2 separate regions of the Sus scrofa genome follow, and region 1 is linked to region 2. Evidence: chromatin contacts called from public HiChIP or PLAC-seq data. All regions are on one chromosome and are shown on one strand. Each heading gives the region's core, a stretch centred on a gene start, on an enhancer-like site or on the middle of the called end of the contact. The rest is flanking DNA. Distances are from core to core; before and after follow the strand shown.

Evidence for each region. HiChIP or PLAC-seq counts read pairs in DNA pulled down with a chosen protein or histone mark.
Region 1: a contact with region 2 is called in an H3K27ac HiChIP or PLAC-seq map of alveolar macrophages. The contact joins two enhancer-like sites. A contact is called at or near these places in 3 of 5 promoter capture datasets (fetal liver, fetal skeletal muscle and liver), 24 of 47 Hi-C or Micro-C datasets (adipose tissue, alveolar macrophages, brain and 15 more) and 2 of 2 datasets of contacts at active chromatin or transcription factors (alveolar macrophages and skeletal muscle).

What each region holds. Positions count from the first base shown.
Region 1 is chr10:17,154,386-17,160,859 of Sscrofa11.1, reverse strand. No RefSeq gene overlaps it. Among named protein-coding and RNA genes, the nearest start is that of C10H1orf100, 41 kb to the left of the region's middle. Within about 2 kb of position 4,204, at least 33 of the 83 cell types and tissues checked have an H3K27ac peak or open chromatin away from gene starts, as enhancers often do. A contact at or near this core is called in alveolar macrophages, where this site is marked.
Region 2 is chr10:16,262,294-16,268,047 of Sscrofa11.1, reverse strand. It overlaps SDCCAG8 (serologically defined colon cancer antigen 8), which reads right to left. Exons shown (of 16, transcript XM_021064181.1): 10 at 4,470-4,622. Among named protein-coding and RNA genes, the nearest start is that of CEP170, 74 kb to the right of the region's middle. Within about 2 kb of position 1,562, at least 3 of the 83 cell types and tissues checked have an H3K27ac peak or open chromatin away from gene starts, as enhancers often do. A contact at or near this core is called in alveolar macrophages, where this site is marked.

The DNA.
Region 1 (6,474 bases), core at 2,955-5,454, 890 kb before region 2:
CCACAAACTCTGGAACAAGCTGTGTTAAAATGCCAGTCTTTTTTCTTCAAAGATCACTTATTCAAACAAAACACACACTTGATCTAATACCAACAATGACCTTTTGAATTTTCTTCTTTTCTGACATTAGAGCAGACTTTGAAAACACACACACACACACATATAAATAATAATAATTATTATTTTTGCTTTTTAGGGCCGGACCGGAGGCATATGGAGGTTCCCAGGCTAGGGGTCGAATGGGAGCCTACACCACAGCCACAGCCATGCCAGATCTGAGCTGCATCTGCAACCTACACCACAGCTCACAGCAACACCGGATCCTTAACCCACTGAGCGAAGCCAGAGATCGAACCTGTGTCCTTATGTATGCTAGTCAGATTTGTTAACTGCTGAGCCACAATGGGAACTCCTGAAAACATAATTTTTTTTTTTTTTGTCTTTTTGCTATTTCTTTGGGCCGCTCCTGCGGCATATGGAGGTTCCCAGGCTAGGGGTCTAATCGGAGCTGTAGCCACTGGCCTACGCCAGAGCCACAGCAACGCAGTATCCGAGCCGCGTCTGCAACCTACACCACAGCTCACGGCAACGCCGGATCGTTAACCCACTGAGCAAGGGCAGGGACCGAACCCGCAACCTCATGGTTCCTAGTCGGATTCGTTAACCACTGCGCCACGACGGGAACTCCCTGAAAACATAATTTTTAATGCCTGCAAATTATTTTCTCATTTAGCCCTCCCTCCCTCCTTCCCTTCCTCCCTCTTTCTTTCCTTTCTTCCTTTTTTTCTTTCTTTCTCTTTTTCCTTCCTTCCTTTTTTCTTTCTTTCTCTCCTTCCTTCCTTCCTTCCTTCCTTCCTTCCTTCCTTTCTTTCTTTCTTTCTTTCTTTCTTTCTTTCTTTCTTTCTTTCTTTCTTTCTCTTTCTTTTCTTTCTTTCTTATATACCCATGGCATATAGATGTTCCTGGGCCAGTGGCTGAATCTGAGCACAGCTAAGACCACGATGGAAACTTTTTAAAAAGAATGTACACACACACACACACACACACACACACACAGGACTGATTCGTCTTGCTGGACAGCAGAAACTGGCACACCATTGTAATCAACTATACATAAATAAATAAGCTGCAAGGATACCTTGCACAACACAGGGAATACTGCCCACAGTTTATAATAACTGTAAGTGAAATAGAACCTTTAAAAATGGTGAATCACTAGGTTGTACACCTGACACTTATATAATATTGTATATCAACAGTACCTCAATTAAAAATGACCGAAAAATAAAAATAAAAAACAGCTCTGTTTTCCAAAAAAAAAATGCAAATAATAGCACAAGCATTTGTTTATGTCGTCAGACTCTAGAGTAACCATTTTAATGTGAAGAGTTGACGTAGCCCAAGGACCTAAGCCTGGAAGTTCCATTTGCCTATAAACAATCTGAAAATCAGTCATTAGACTGGGGTATGAAGTCCCACTAGATTCTGCTTTTAAGATTTCTTTGCTTTTTAGGGCCACACCTGCAGCCTATGGAAGTTCCCAGGCTAGGGGTTGAATCAACGCTACAGCCGGCCTACGCCAGAGCCACAGAAATGCCAGATCTGATCCGAGTCTGTGACCTACACCACAGCTCACCGCTAGGTGGGATCCTTAACCCACTGAACGGGGCCAGGGATTTCACCTGCGTCCTCATGGATACTAGTCAGGTTCATTACCACTGAGCCACAAGGGGAACTCCCCACTAGGTTCTTCTATGGGCCTATACTGTGGGTGAAAATAAGCTAATGAGAGTTCATGTAGGAGGGATTTGAGTATAAGGGTGAAGAGAGACAGACAGAGGGACAGGATCGATCCTCCCAGGTGCTCCTAAGCTCAGGACGCAAATGACACTTAGTGGAGGACAGGTGGGAATGGGGCTGACTTGGGGGGGATCAGGTGAGGCATGATTCGACCCACTCCCCATGCTGGGCCGCGGTCAGGGGCCCTTCTGTTGCGTGATTAACTCACGTATTCACCCCTAGGCGGTACTGGACACCGCCTGCATAGCGCGGGAGGCGAATGCGAGTAAACACGGTACCAGTGCCCCTTGTACCTCCCCCGGGGTTCTCCACAGTTCCCTCCGCAGCGGGAGGGTTCCCAGGCCTGTACTTGGGACCAGCCGGCTACAAACTGGGGGGGTTCCTACCAGAACTTCAACTTCCACAATTTGCTAGCGGGACGCACAGCCTTCAGGGAAGTGCCATCTGCACGATGCAGTTTATGGTAGAGGAATCGCAGCAGGACCAGCCAGGGCGAAGCGGGGAGGGGCCTGCTGCGCACTTCCGGTGTCCTTAGGACGGATATGCCACGTGTCGGCGCGAATGACGGCCACCGCGGGAGTTTGCCCAGGCTGGGGGCGGAGCGGTGGGGGCGGGCAGAGCGATGATCCCTGAATCATTGGCCTTGGCGACGGCATCGCATCCCGCCTGCACCGAGGCTGCACTTGACATCACGTGGCCCAAGGGGCCCACTCTCTAATCCTAAGACTGCACTGGTCTTTCCGGCTCCATCAGCCCCCCCATCCTGAAGCTACCTAGGAGCCCCCCAGGAGTCACCTCCTTAGCGTGAACTCAGGGGTGTTCTGAGGGGCCCACGGGGCATAATGAGGTTCCTTTGACTCCAGAAATTCCAAGGGTTTAGAGGCTTCCTACCAGCAAGCAGGGAGAAGACGAGTCGAAATCTTTATCATGTAACAAGCCCACACTCCCCCTACTTCTTCTCCTGAAACTTGTGTGAGATCTGACATAATGGACAGATATTTTAACTACAGGGTTATAGTAATAAGTGTATCCTGAATTCATCTAAAAGAAAGCCGAAAAATGAGTGGACTTACCCACGTACATGCAGTATTGGTTCATGTTAAAATCGGTTCGTGGTTAAAGCTGGCGATGCCCTGGTTTCTGCTGTGGGCGATCTCGCTTGAACACGTGGGGCTGAGAGCACCCGGTCCTGCAGCCCACTCTGACCCCCTCACCCCGACCTTCTGCAGCCTCTTGCACATGGCTGGTGCTCAAAGCCACACTCGTGCATCTCCAAGGTCCACCTCACACAAAACCAACAATTTTGTCAGCAGCCTCATAGTCACTTGGCTTCATCGGTTCATATGAACCTCGGCTTAGAAAGTTTGCCCCTGAACCTTGGATTCCAACGTGCCATTGGCTGGAGTGAGTCATTTAGAAGGTATGAAAAAGCTCTTCTTCCTCCGAGGGAAGAAGACCCTGATGGCTCCCTGTCTCCCAGTGGCAGCAGGGGGAGAACCACCTATTTTCAGAAGTGGCCCGAGGGAGTTCCCGTTGTGGCTCAGTGCATTAAGAATCCAACTAGTGGGGGAGGTCCCGTCGTGGCTCAGTGGTTAACGAATCCGACTAGGAACCATGAGGTTGCAGGTTCCATCCCTGACCTTGCTCAGTGGGTTAAGGATCCGGCGTTGCCATGAGCTGTGGTGTAGGTCGCAGACATGGCTCGAATCCCAAGTTGCTGTGGCTGTGGTGTAGGCCAGCGGCTACAGCTCCAATTGGACCCCTAGCCTGGGAACCTCCATGCCACAGGAGTGGCCCTAGAAAAGGAAAAAAAAAAAAAAAAAATCCAACTAGTATCCATGAGGATGCGGGTTCGATCCCTGGCCTTGCTCAGTGGGTTAAGGATCCGGCGTGGCCGTGAGCTGTGGTGTAGCTTGGATCCTGAATTGCTGTGGCGGTGGTGCAGGCTGGCAGCTGCAGCTCCACTTCGACCCCTAGCCTGGGAACTTCCATATGCTGTAGGTGTGACCATAAAAAAAAAAAAAAAAAGCAAAAAACCAAAAAAGCTGTAGGTTACATCCACAAGGAGGTCACTGTAGAGCTTCTGGGCAGCCCAGTAAGAGCTGGGTGGGGGGAATGAGAGGGCGCCTTGACCGTGGCGTGCCGGCCGTCACCGTTCGGCCTTGGGAAGGAGGCTCTCATTCTGCAGGGTAGAGGCTTGACCTTTTCCTTCCGCCCCCACCCCCGGGCCACCACAGCACCCCCCGAAGACACGGCCTGCCTCCTTCCTCTGTCACCTGCTGACACACAGGTTGGCTGGTGACATTCAGAGAGTCAAAGATGGCTTCCTGAGGACAGACCTAGATGAACAAAACCTGGAAACAGGTGGAAGCGGAGCCCAGCCTGGGGGCTGGGGGGAGGGGGTAAGGAGGGGGGCAGATGGCCTGGAAATCTGAGTCATAGCTCCTCACCACTCCCCCGAGGATTTGATGTCCCTTTGGCCAGCAGGCCATTTTCTCTCTGCAAAACTATTGATCCTGCTGCCAAATGTCCCCTAAGCCTGCCTCCCGCATCAGTGGGGCGGGAGTGATAAACTGTAACCAGAGAACACAGAAGCGCTGGCCTGTGGATGGCCTTGGACGTTTTTATCAGTAGACCCGGTGCTGGCTGGGCCGCCGACCAGGCAGGACTGACACTGAGCATGAGGAGGGGACTGCAGCGTTTGGGTTTGCTCACCAAGTCCAGAGCAAGGCACCAGAAATTCTTGGCTTCCTCCAAACAGCTGCACAGAAGCCTCGGCCGCCAAACCCATCTTGAGTTTGATGAGTCATCTGACGTCAGCCCTGAGCCCACAGCGTCTGGCTCCGGGCTCTTTCTGGAAGATGAGGAAGCGCCCGCCCTAAGGGCCTCTGGGCGATTCCAGGTAAGCAGAGTTTAACTTCCACTGGCTCATCTAGGTTCCTGCTTCCTCATTATTATCCTTTCGCTGGTCCTCTGAAGAAAGGCCAAAGAAACTGGTTTCCCTTAAATCTGGAAAGTGAAAGCTAAGGAACCAGACAGCCTTGTGCCTTTAGGAAAGTATAGGATGGGGGATCCTTCTCCCGTCTCATTCTAAGGCTCAGGCTTTATGCTATAGGAGGGTCAGAAAGTGAAACCGGCTTTGAGTCTTGGAAAAAGTTTTACCAGGTTATGAGAGAATCCACTTCTTTAGAGATCTTTAATATATCTTTAAAATTTTAAATATTTATTTGCAATAAATAAATATTACTATTTATGTACATAAATATATCTTAATATATTTAGAGATATTTAACATATTTATATCATGGGGATGTTCCCGGACCAGGGATCGAACCTGCACCACAGCAGTGACCTGAGCCACGGCAGTGACAACACCCGCTCATCCTGATCCTGCTGAGCCATAGGAGAGCTCCACAAGTCACTTCTCACGTGCAGCCTCATTTAAGCTTCACAAAACTCTAAGCATCAAACATTTATTATGCCCTTCATTTTACAGGTGAGGAAACAGGTTCAGAAAATGAAACGATTTGCTCGTGTGCTGCCACGCATGGCTGATTGGCACGGAGATACGGAACTGCATTCTGACTCCAAATCCAATCTCTGTTTTCCACGAACAATCCAGTCTATCTTCTCGGGATGTTTTAAATGAAAGCCTGTCTAAATATTTTGAAGATTCCTTCACACGACCTGGGTTTTATGAGGCCTGAAATGGATTTTATCTAAACTTGCACTTCCCGAAGATGGCCACGAGATGGCAGGGTAACCCCGACGATGGGGGGACTGGCGCCCTTCCCTGCACCAGTAGAGGGCATTAGTTCCCCGTTTGAAAAAAGTGAGAAATGCAAAAAGAAAAACAAAACAATAAAACTTCAGGGGCTACCCTGATGGCATGGGATGATGGGAGGCTTGTTTTTATTTCGTCCTTTTTCTTTTTTAAGTTAGGCAGTGAGAGTTCAAACAAACACGTCTCCGTGTTCACTGCCGTGTTTGCTTTTGGAGGCATGAGGTCAGGGCTTGGGCCAGCCGCCTGGTCTGCATTATTCATCTGTCCAGCTCCAGCCCTGGAACAAATGTGAAGAAATGAAGTAGCCTCAATGGAGGGGAAACAGTGTTGTTATTGTTGCTGGTGACAGTTCTATTTGCCAACAAACAGAATAACATACTTTGGAACCCGGAATGGGCTTGTCAGAGGCAACTTTTGTTCCATGTTTGGGCTGGGACGCTTCCAGATAGAAATCAGCCTGGCATTTGAACTTCAGGAGGCAGGGGCAGAGCTGTGGCACAGCAGCCACTGACCTGAAAGGCCGGGCCATCAGCTGCAGTTTTCATCTGGGTGTTTGACTGCCATCCACGTGTCTCCGCGCTGCCAACTGGGTTCACTGCACTGCGGGGGCCGGGGGCAGCATGCGGTCCAGGACGAGGGACTCTCCACCAAGCAGATAAACAGACTGTTCTGAGCTTTTGGAAGGTGTCCTCACTTTGGGGCTTTGGGAGGGGGAAAGTGGTCCTGATTCTACAGGATTTATTTGCTGTCAAGTCCCAATTATCCTAACGCTGTTGGCAGCATCCTTCAGATCCTTCTGCTACATGGTCTAGTTCCTCCAGGGAGAAAGCCATCCTTGAGGTGTCTGCTGGTGCTAGGATGGGGTAGGCGAACTCGGGCTGATACTGGTC
Region 2 (5,754 bases), core at 313-2,812:
TACTGGGGGTAAAAGGAAAAAAAAAAAAAAAAAAAGACTCAAGCTCACAAATGCATTGTATTCCAGTTGCCACTTTCACTCATAAAATAATTAGCAGTTTAAGAAAATTACACATGAAAGCACCTGGAATACTGCCTGGCCGGATTTCAGCTATCTTTTGCCTCTTCTTATCAGGAATTCTCATCAACATATCTTTACATAGTAGAACTGCTCAGCAAGAACTCCTCCCTAAACAACACAGAAAAAAGTCTCCCAGGTGGGAAGGGTAGCTGATCTTTGCTCTTGATGCTACCCTCTCGGTCTGGCAAAAGCAAGGCTCAGCTCACAACTTCATCTACCTCCTCATGCGTCCTTCCTCGTGTTGGTTATAGCCAGCATTCTCTCCTGCACATTCTGCATTCCTAAATCTTGCCTATTTGTTGGAAGCTCAGTGAAAATGCTGCCTTCTCCGCAAAGTTTTCCATGATCTCTTGCAGAGAGGAATCTGGTCTGAGCCTCTGAACTCCTGGTATTTTAGTCAGGCCTTTCCAATGGCACAGGGCCTTTTTTCTTCCCTTTGTGTTCATTCAACAAATATCTATTGAGGGTATTTTATGTGGGAGGGATGTGCCAAGCAATAGGGTGTTAACAAACCATATATTCCAGGGACTCACAGTAAATTAGGGAAGACACTTCAACAAGAATTTGCAGTAAATTGAGTTATAGAAGCCCATCAGAGGGGCTCCCCAAAACTCCTCATTGGAAGACTGTGAGGAGAGGTGGCATCAAGAAAAACCATGAAGTGGCTGCCTGACGGGAGGGGGAGGGAGTGGGAGGGATCGGGAGCTTGGGCTTATCAGACACAACTTAGAATAGATTTACAAGGAGATCCTGCTGAATAGCATTGAGAACTTTGTCTAGATACTCATGTTGCAACAGAAGAAAGGGTGGGGGAAAAATGTAATTGTAATATATACATGTAAGGATAACCTGACCCCCTTGCTGTACAGTGGGAAAATAAAAAAAATTATTAAAAAAAAAAAAAAAAAAAGAAAAACCATGAAGGATGAGTCAGAGGCCAGAGGAAGATTCCTCTAGGCAGTGGGGGGTAGCAAGGAGGGAAACAGGAGGGAAACAGGAGGGAAAAGGCACAGGCAAAAGCTGGAAATGAAAAATAGCATGGCAGACTGGCAGGTCTCCACACTTGAGGAGGTGCAAGCGGGTCAGGATGGTGGTGATATAGGAAGAAAGGAGATGACACTGCACAGCCAAAGAGAGAAAGAAAAATGTAAAAGATCCTACATTTTATCCAAGGGGTTAGACAGGGACATGAAAGGACTGTAAAACAAGAGACTGACCTATTGACGTATTCATTTTAGAAAGATCATCTCTGACTCTTCGGAGCAGACAACAGATGAGAAGGAGGTGAGACTGGAAGCAAGGAGACCATCTGGGGCTGGCGGAATCATCCAAGGGTGATGTATGAAAGCACTGGGATGGAGAGACAGGGCAACGTAAAGTTGCCCGGAGCCGGAATCCCTAGAACTTGATGACTCAATAATGTCCGGGGTGAGGGAGGAGGAAGAGACAGGGATGACAGCAAGATTTCTGAGTTGGGCAACCGGCTGAATGAATAAATAGTGTTTCTACCATGAGAGGGAAGATGGGGAGTGAAGCTGTTCAGGAGCTCACTAAAGAGATAAAGATTTAGGAATCAATACCATATATATACTTGAAATCAAAGCCTCAAATGTTTTAGCCATTTTTAACACCTAAATCTAAAGCTCTCTGCTAAATTTTAAAACCTCCTGTCAAGTTGCTTTCTGGACATGTCGCCTTCATTATCTCAAAGGCACTTTACCACAGTAACCTAAAAGGCACACGTCATCATGCTCCCAAATCAAGAGCATCGATTCAGAGACATGAAAGAGAATCTTTTAAGGAGAGTAAGAACTGAAAAATATTCACTAAAAATAGCACAAGAAGGTCTCCAGTGAATACAGCAACAGTAATTTCATTGGCTAGGGGCACAAAAGCTGAAATGCAGTGGGCTCAACAGTGAGTGAGTGGGGAGAAAATAAAAACAACACACATGGACAAATCTTTCAAGAAACTTGACTATTGAGGGAAAGAGTAAGGAGGGAAATGGATTAGTAAAGTGGCTTCCAGTCTTGGCTGCACATTGAAATCACCTGGACAATTTTTTAAATGACAGATACCTCTATCCTACCCTCAGATATTCTCCCATGAGTCATTTTGGATACAGATTGAGCTATGAGTTTTTGGAACTTTTGGGTAGCCAAGATGGAGAAAGACTAGAATGGTTGTTTCTTTCAACAGATGAGAGAAAAATATTTGAGTATTTTCTTGATGATAAGGAAGAGGCTGCAGTGAGGACAGGCTGAAGATTCGGAAGTGGAAGCGAGCGGGGAACTAATAGAAACAGGTCCCCGAAGTGGTGGCAGAGGTTGGGATCCACAACAAGGAGAAAGGATTAGCATTAAGCCCCTCTCCCTCTGACCAGAGTGCAACACAGGTGCAACTGTGCTTCAGGCAGAGGTGGGGGGAAATAAATAAGTTGAAGTGATTACACCTAATCACTTCAACTTCCTTTGTTAGGAGAGTAAGGCTCTCTGCTGAGGATGAGAGGAAAGGAGCTGTGGTAGAGAATTTGAGGAGAATAAAAGCGATTTGAAATAGTCCTTGCAAGATACCATCACCTCCTACCTGGACTACTCCAATTACCTCCACCTGATCTCCAGGCAGTCACTGGTTCTCCTTCAAATCTCCTGACAGATGATTTTTTCCCAAATGTAAATGACACTATGACATGGCCCAATTTAAAGCCATTCAATGGCTTTCCATCACTGCTTGCATAAAATTAAAAATCCTTCACATGAATTTTAAAGCCATTTACGATATGGTCCCTGCGTTCTTCTCCCAACTCATCTTCCACTGCTCTGAACCTAACTTCAATGCTCCAGTCATCTGAGCCTTCTCTAGATTCCTAGAAAGTATGATGCTTTCTGGCTTCAGAGCCTTGGGAATGTTGTCTTCCTGGGTCTGAGACTCTTCACCGGACCACCCCTTCTGAGTCTCGTTTGCAAAGTCTCTTTCTTGGGAAAGTCTTTCCTGACCTCCGAGACTAAGTCATATTTGCCTGTTATCCATTCTCATGGTACTCTACACTGTACCTTCATCGGTAAAAAAAAAAAAAAAAAAAATCACTTTATCACGGGTAAAAATCAGTAGTAGGTGTTTAACGCCTACCTCTCCCTCTAGTCTATAAGCTTCATGAGGGAACCGCATTAGTCCTGTGACTACCACATTCCTGGGACCTCCAAATAGTATCTGTTGCATCCTGAATGAATGGGAGAGAAAAGAATGCATAGGAACACTGCTAAAAAGCACCGAAGGAGCCATGGACACTAAAGACCATTGGTGGTGTCACCTGCAAGACTGTGGGATTTTCTTCAGCAACTGAGATCACCAATCCAGGTCAGAGAAGGTAGGCAGTTAGTCTGAAGTACAGTTAGGTTTTGACAGGCTTCTTTGTTTTTTGATTTTTTTTTAGGATAAGAAAACAAGGGAATTTATCTTGCTTCGGGTATCTGTGAGACTTAAAACTCACTGGGCAGAATTTGTGATTTTTCTCTTTACATGGCCTCGGCTTGCACATCGCCTTGCACACCACAGACTCAGTAGGTGTTTGAATGCGTCAATGATCACATGTTGGTATATTGTAAGACAATGTGTAGGTCCAAGCTGTGAGCCTGCTTTGACAAAACAAAGCAACTAACTGTGGTTTGGGTTACTTCACGAACCACATCTCACTTAATTTCACTTTCCTGCAGCATCTTTAAAGACAGTTCCACTAAACTCTGCATTCTAGTCTGCTACCGCTTTTCAAATACTGCCCATTTCATGTTGTCTCTTCCTTTTGCCTCTAATTTCTCCCTTCCATTTATTCATCTGGTGATGGTGATCATTCATCATGCAATTTGTTAGAACCTATTTTGTACAGAGTATAGAATCACTTTTTTTTGGGGGGGGGTCAGTTGGTTTCTTACAAATGAAAGGGTTTTTTTTTCTCTTCTGAAAGTCTAATTTAGAAGTGGGGATGAAACAGGAGAGTCATCTCTCCTTGATTTAACCAAGGTTGAAATGAAATCTGGGTACCTGAAGAGCTCCTGCTCTCCTCTGACAGAGGAGGAATCAAACAGAATGGCAAGATTAGAGTAAATTTCACAATTTCACATCATGAAATCTAATTAATTATTTTCTTTGGAAAGATCAGAGAATATAACTTTTATAGAGAAATACATTGAAGAACAGAAAATTTTATGAACTCTCAGTTTTAAGCAAACTAGACTACGTAAAAGGTTTAAAGTTTTAAAGATCATTCAAAAATTAGAGCCTACAGAATTAGCAATTACATCCCCATAAACATTTCTCCTGCAATGTGGATAACAAATTGAACCCTTAAGTACCTTTGATCTCATGTCCTCTCTTTCTTTTGTCATTTCTTTTTTCATCATCTCTTTCTCAAAGGTCCTTTTTTCTTGCTGAGATGCAAGTTCTTTCTCAAGTCGTTCTGTCTGCCTCTCTAGTTCATTCTTCAACTGTTCGCACTGGATTAAAGCCTGCCAGAATAAGCAAGACAGAGTGAAATGGGACCTTAGAATTTAGAAGAAAAAAGGGGATATGAGACAATTAAGCTTTAATTGTATTTAAGATAGTTAAAAGTCACTCTAAAATCAACATAAAGACTCTTTTCATATTTGTCAACACTGATCTAAAATAGTGTTTGAATATTACATTTATTCACATATTTCAATGTTCACAATTAAGGCTATATTAACTAATTGACTAAGAAAATCCAGGTAACAAACCTTGATAAGGGCCACAGAGGAGTTAGAATTTTGGAAAAAAAAACTAGAAAAAAACAAGTGTTCTAGTATTTCAATTATATGTTTATACTAATATGAAATATATAAGTATCTAACTTAACTGATTTTCCATTTGGTCATGGTTAAAAATAATCTGTACTTTACATGATAAACAAGGTATATGGAATGACTGGCCAGTAGGGACCTGCGTAGAGTACAAAGAACTCTACCCAATATTCTGTCATAATCCATGTGAGAAAAGAATCTGAAAGAGAACCGATGTGTGTACAGGTATAACTGAATCACTTTGTTTTTTAGCAGAATATGGTAAATCAACTATACTTCAATAAAACTTTAAAAATTGAAAAAATGATAAACAGAATTTCAAGATGAAATGTATTTGTCATAACATACAGGCATCTATTGTTTAATTACATAGTAATCAAGTTTGCTTAAATACAACTAAGATAAGATTTAGTTCACTCTTCTTACATACATAACCAGGTTAAACATTAGGCATTAATTAAGACAAAGAAAGACTCAAAATAACATTTAGTACCTAGTTTGATAAAATGAGAAGTGTCATCTTTCATTTCTGCCCATTTAGAAGTCCTCAATTGTCTGTTCATCTAAATTTCCCATTCTGAGTTTCAGGAAGTAACAACTCTAACTTCCTTTTGGATGTATCCACAATATTTTTATATGTGATACCCAAAAATTCAAAATCCAAAAAAAAAGTCCCAGTAAAAGTAAGGTGCCTCACATAGAGCATCTGAGTCATTCTATGCTACCTTAGCCTTATCCCAGTGGCTCTTAACTACACTATCCACCTCACTTCACCTCTGTGTTCCCCTCAGTTGATTGAAACTTGAATCTCATCTGACTT